Regions from separate parts of the Lactuca sativa genome. Here region 1 is linked to region 2. The links are chromatin contacts, called in public Hi-C maps. All regions are on one chromosome and are shown on one strand. The core of a region is the stretch at or near the end of the contact, and the rest is flanking DNA. Distances in the headings are between cores, read along the strand shown. Region 1 holds the start of LOC111888186. Region 2 holds the start of LOC111888115.

Region 1 (3,135 bases), core at 462-2,961, 230 kb after region 2:
TTTATGTGTTATGTTTTATATGTATTTTTACGTATTTATTTATTTTTTAAGCTTTTTATATAGATGCTTATGTATTTTAAATGTATAAACATATTTTTTTACGTGTATATATATATATATATATATATATATATATATATATATATATATAATTATTTTACATATTTTTTGATGTATTTTTATGTATTATGTATTTATGTATTTTTTAAAGTTTTTTACATAGATGTTTATGTGTATTTATGTATTTTAAATGTATAAACGTATTGTTTTACATATTTATATGTATTTTTTTAAAGTATTTTACATATTTTTTGTGTGTTTTTTATGTATTATGTATGTATATGTATTTTTGCGTATTTATGTGTTTTTTAGTTTTTTTTTATATAGATGCTTAAGTATTTTTATGTATTTTAAATGTTTAATCACATTATTTTTACATATTTATGTATTTTTTACTTCAAGTCGTCTTCACTATTTCATCTAATTTGCATAACTTTTCGAATATATCTAGATGGTTTTACTACATATCCATATATTTTAAGTTTTTCCCATTCAATGTTTTATTTCAAGATAAGCTAACGGGGAAAGCTTAAAAAATGTGAGTATGTAGGAAAACCATATAGACATATTTAAAGAAGTTGTACGAATTAGATGAAATGATGAAGACAACTTGAAATAAAAAATACATAAATATGTAAAAAAATACAGTTATACATTTAAAATACATAAACATCTATATAAGAAACTTTAAAAAAATACATAAATACATAAAAAAAACATATCATAATACAAAAAAATATGTAAAATACTTAAAAATACATATAAATACGTAAAAAATACGTTTATATATTTAAAATACATAAAAATACATAAACATTTATATAAAAAACTCAAAAAATACATAAATACACAATACATAAAAAAATACCACATAAAAATAAATAAAAATTATACAAAATACGTAAAAATGCATACAAATACTTAAAAAATACGTCTATAAATTTAAAATACTTAAACAATGTAAACATATACATATGAAAACTTACAAAAAGACATAAATACGTAAAAAATATATAAATACATAATACATAAAAAATAACAATAACTACATAAAAAATATGTATATACTTAATTATATATATATAAATACGTAAAAAAATACGTTTATATATTTAAAATACATAAACATATACATATAAAAACTTAAAAATACAAAAGTACATAAAAATAAATATAAATACTTAAAAAATATGTTTATACATTATATATAAGTTTTGACAAAATCTGCAAAAAAATGTTATTATTTTAAAAAAATTAATGATTTGATCATATTACCTGGTGAATAGGTCAAATGGTGAATAGGTCAAAAGAAATAAAGTGAATAAATTAACCGGTTTTTTGAACTTTTCTATTTAAAAAGTTAAAAATTTGGAGTTTTTCTATATAAAAAATAAAATTTAAGAATTTATTAAAAGTTTTCAAAAATATTAGAACTTTTAAGTAGATTTCCCTTAAAAAAAAATATTATGTTTTTTATTTATATAAAATATCGATTTAATAGTTAAAAAACAACTCCTTTATTTTCGACTTTTTCGAGCGCGATAACACAAATCGATGAATTTGTTTTACTTATTTTTTTGTTCAAAAATTTTCAATTTCGTGCAAATCCCGGTTCGGTCTAGTTTGGTTTAAAGCCGGTCGCTGCTACGAGCAATTTCCAGACGTAAATAAGTGTCATCCTTTGAGTGGCCTTTTTTTACAATTTCAATAAAATTTAGGGTTTTACCCATCCATCCATCCATCTCTCTCACGCAACGCAACCATATGGTAAGCTTCTTCCAGTTTCTGGTAAGGTCTCACAATCTCATCTTTAAATTCCACCTTCCTTGAATCGACTTTTCTCTTTCATTTTCATTTAATGATAGTTTCGTTTTAGATACTAGTTCCTTAGATTATTATACAAGGGAAAAAGCCCTAGAAATTTAGGAATTGGGAATCATGGATCAAAACGAGGGCCATGGCGGTGGAGATGCGAACGAGCAATTCAATCGGAACGAAGCAATCTCCGCCGTCGTCGACGAGGGTTTCTTGGGGGAAGACGATGATGATTATGAGGATCTTTACAACGATGTTAATGTCGGTGAGGGTTTTCTTCAAACTCTTCGGAAGAATGATGATGTAGGGTTTAGCAATGAGGAAGAAGTTGAAAAGAAGAAAGTGGAACCACTCCCTCAGCCGGTGCATCGTCCACAACCTTTGGATGATCTCGCCGGTGGTGGCGAGACCAAGTTTGAGAACAATGATGCTGTTTCTAGTAGAGTAGAGACAAATTCGAATGTAAATGAGATGGCAGGAAGGGGATCTGGTGGACCAGTAGGGGGTGGACTTAGAGTTGAATTAGGGCAAGCTAAAGTAGGTGAAGTAGAAACTCGAACTCTGGATAACAACAACAACAACAATAACAACAGCATGCCAAACCTAGGTGCAGGACAACAACAGCCTCATCATGTTCTAACTGTAGGGAATACAGTAAACATGGCGAATTTAAGCAATGCTGGAGACGATGGTTTAGCTAGACAACCCAATGCTTTTGGTAACGGTGGTGGTGGTGGCATGAACATGGCCGGAGGTGGTGCTGCTGTTGGAGGAGGCGGTGGTGGAGGTACAATCCTTTTCGTGGGAGATTTACATTGGTGGACAACAGACTCAGAGCTTGAATCAGAACTTTGCAAGTATGGCCATGTGAAGGAGGTGAAGTTCTTTGATGAAAAAGCTAGTGGAAAATCAAAAGGGTATTGCCAAGTTGAATTCTTTGATCCTTCAGCAGCCACAGCTTGTAAGGAAGGAATGAATGGACATGTCTTCAATGGTCGACCCTGTGTTGTTGCATATGCTTCACCATACAGTGTCAAAAGAATGGGAGAAGCACAGGTCAACCGAACTCAACAGATGACCCAGTCATCCGTGGGTCAACCAAAAAGAGGTCCCGGAGATGCTCCGGTCAAACCAGGCGGCAACACCATGGTTTCCGGTGGGAATTTCCAAGGAAACACTGGAGGTGATAACAACAACAACAACAACAGAGGATTTGGAAGAGGAAATTGGGGTAGAGGAAATGGTCAAGGGATGGCGGGG
Region 2 (3,048 bases), core at 140-2,639:
TCCAACTTTTGGATTGTAAGAAGCAGAGATGCCCAGTTCTAAGGACCCACTAGTTTGTTGACTTGAACCTCTAGCAGATTTGCAGTCGATTCCTATGTGGTCTTCAACATTCCTATGTGGCCACGTAGCAAAATCCTTGTCTCCTTGTTTGGATAAACATGAACTTGAAGTAAGGGAGACACTTGTAAAATCACCACCAGCATTTTCATCCTGAATATCAACCTATCAGAAAAGACAAGACAGATATGGCATGAATAATGTAGATTTCCCTAATTTTTATTGAATAAAACTGTTTTTTTTCTTGCTAAACCTCCCCAGTTCTTGTTATGAACAATTCAGAAAGTAATACATGTATTAAGATCAGGGAAGTGTGAAAATGGAATGTTTTGTGTTGGTTTTGCAAGTATGTTACCCTAATGAGAAAGAAAAGCATATTACATTACATATATATATTCTGTCCAATTTCAAGTAACATCTGAATGCATTGCATGCTAAAGTGTTTGTTGAAAAAAACTAAAAGGAATGGATATAACATCTTTTGGGCCTTTGAGCCCCTTCTAACTTGAGATGCAGAGGAAACTAATGGCTTGTTTACCTCGCTAGAGAGCACAGCAATTTGCTGATGTGTTGTTGGTAAAGAATAATCCTCCTCGTCATACAAATCTTCAACTCCCTGTTCAAAGAAAAAAACAAAAAAGTAAGAAAAAATCAAGAAAATTCGCAATACTAATATCGCCCCAAGAACACCAGAATCAATAGTAACGTCGACACTAAAGTTGTCGAATGATGAGTGTGAAGTCGGTGCAAGTGCGACTGTGAGAAGGAACAAGAAAATTATGAATTTTCCTGCCATTATCGATCCATAAAGTAAGTCTTCAACTCCCTGTTCAAAGAAAAAAACAAAAAGGTAAGAAAAAATCAAGAAAATTGGCAATACTAATATCGCCCCAAGAACACCAGAATCAATAGTAACGTCGACGCTAAAGTTGTGGAATTGTAAGTGTGAAGTCGGTGCAAGTGCGAGGAACAAGAAAACTATGAATTTTCCTGCCATCATCGATCCATGAAGTAAGTCTTCAACTCCCTGTTCGAAGAAAAAAACAAAAAGGTAAGAAAAAATCAAGAAAATTCGCGATACTAATATCGCCCCCAAAACATCAGAATCAATCGGGTCGTCGTCGAGAGTAAAGTTGTGGGATGATGAGTGTGAAGTCAGTGAAAGTGCGACTGCGAGAAGGAACAAGAAAACCCTGAGTTTTCCTGCCATCATCGATCGATGAAGTTTTCGTTTTCGTGGATTTCGTCGTTTGCTGTAAAAAAAATAAGCGCGGTTTGGAATTCGTTGTATGCTGTAAAAAGTAAAAGGTGAAATGAAATAAAAGGGAGAATGGCTTTTAAATAGGATGACACCGACACACCGTCATTATTTTAGAGTTTGGAACCATTTTTTATTTTTCTTTCATAAAAACCATACGTATTTCTTAATTTTTTCATATAAAAAAAATTAAAAAGAAAAAAACAATCTTTTTCTTTTCTAACAAAAGAATAACATCAGTATTAGTAAATAAATTATTTATTTTGATCTAATTTTGTCCCTAGTTATTATTAAGCAACATCCAACCCAAAACCCAAGAAAGAAAAGTAAATAAATAAATAAACCAACAGTTTGGGCTTCATTTTCAAAAACCGAAAATTATAATTTGGTTTCGGTTTTTAGATATGGTAAACCAAAGCGTAAAACGGACAGTTCATATGAAATATTTACAAAAAACATATATTTTATGTATTAAATATAAATAAACTATACGCAACTATAACACAAACAACAGGTAGTCCAAAAATAAAAATTACAACATGTGGTCGAGATGGAAAACTTAAAGACATAATTTATATATGTATCATATGATATTGTATATTTTAGAGTACGAAGGAAAGTCCATATGATGAAAACAAAATCGTTGAAGTGTCTATACCAAAAAGAGGTTGGTAACTGGAAAGAAAAATGGAAATACGTGATTGCGAAACAGATTACAAACCGAATTCATCATGACACAAAACCCGTAGATGAATTGGAGGAATTTATTGATTTCTATTGTAATTTTAAATACCCTTAGTTATTGTTATGTTTTGAATTTATTGAGAAGTAATTATCTTGGTTTTAATGATATTAAGGTTAATCCCAAGGAAAAATTATACTTAAACTCTAATCATGAGCAGGAAATGTTCCTTTAAGCGATAAGTTAACCTTAGGGTCTGTTTGATTTGAACTTACCGGGTCCAATAAGTCCTGACTGCTGACCCGGTAAGTAGTCGGACTGTTTGATAAGATAACATTTAATCTGATTCGGTCAGCCTTGCTGACCCAAAGGGCTTACTCGGTAAGATGAGAAATTATGGTTGACTGGAAAAGAGAAAAAGCCCACACTTATATTTTCGTTTATATATCATCGATTGCCCCTGGATACCTAATACGAAAAAAACTGATCGGCAAAAACAACAACAACAGTTGTCGTTGCTCCTCCTCAGCGTCTTCCACCGGTGACAGCCTCCAACCAACGATCCTTCACAGGCGACATCAGGTTCGTTTTTTTCATCCCAAATACTTCATGGTTGAAAGTCCTTCACATGCAACTTCACTGTTGACGTCCTTCACATGCAACATTGCCTCCTGTTTTTTCCTTTTGCTTTTATGTAATCAATTATGGATGAATTGTAAGCATGTGTATGAGAGCAAAAAAATTATTCCGTGATTAATTGTTAACGATTTTAAGGGTTTGTAGAAAAAAAAAATATTGTGAAAGATTATGAACTCTGAAATCTGAATGTTCTTATGAACTTGATTATGATTTTACCACACATGTGAAAGTAATTCGTTTAAATATCTCATATGTGTAAAAGATATAAGCTCCATAAGTTCTAACCAATATTAGATCCATAATTTCCTTTATTTATTTGTCTCACACCGACCACATGTATGACAACCGTCAATTTCCGGTCGAGTCAAAGTCAACTAAAGTCAACAAGTCATACCGGTCAACTCAGTTAACC

What was found. Hi-C and Micro-C count contacts between places; a contact is called where the count stands out from the background.
Region 1: a contact with region 2 is called in a Hi-C map of seed, with 6 times the contacts expected there. The contact joins the promoter of LOC111888186 here to the promoter of LOC111888115 in region 2.

Annotation. Positions count from the first base shown.
Region 1 is chr9:161,152,201-161,155,335 of Lsat_Salinas_v11, forward strand. LOC111888186 reads left to right here and starts at 1,712. Exons shown (of 2, transcript XM_023884319.3): 1 at 1,712-3,135. The coding sequence starts at 1,999.
Region 2 is chr9:160,923,542-160,926,589 of Lsat_Salinas_v11, forward strand. It overlaps LOC111888115, which reads right to left and starts at 1,390. Exons shown (of 16, transcript XR_008227180.1): 1 at 596-1,390; 2 at 1-210.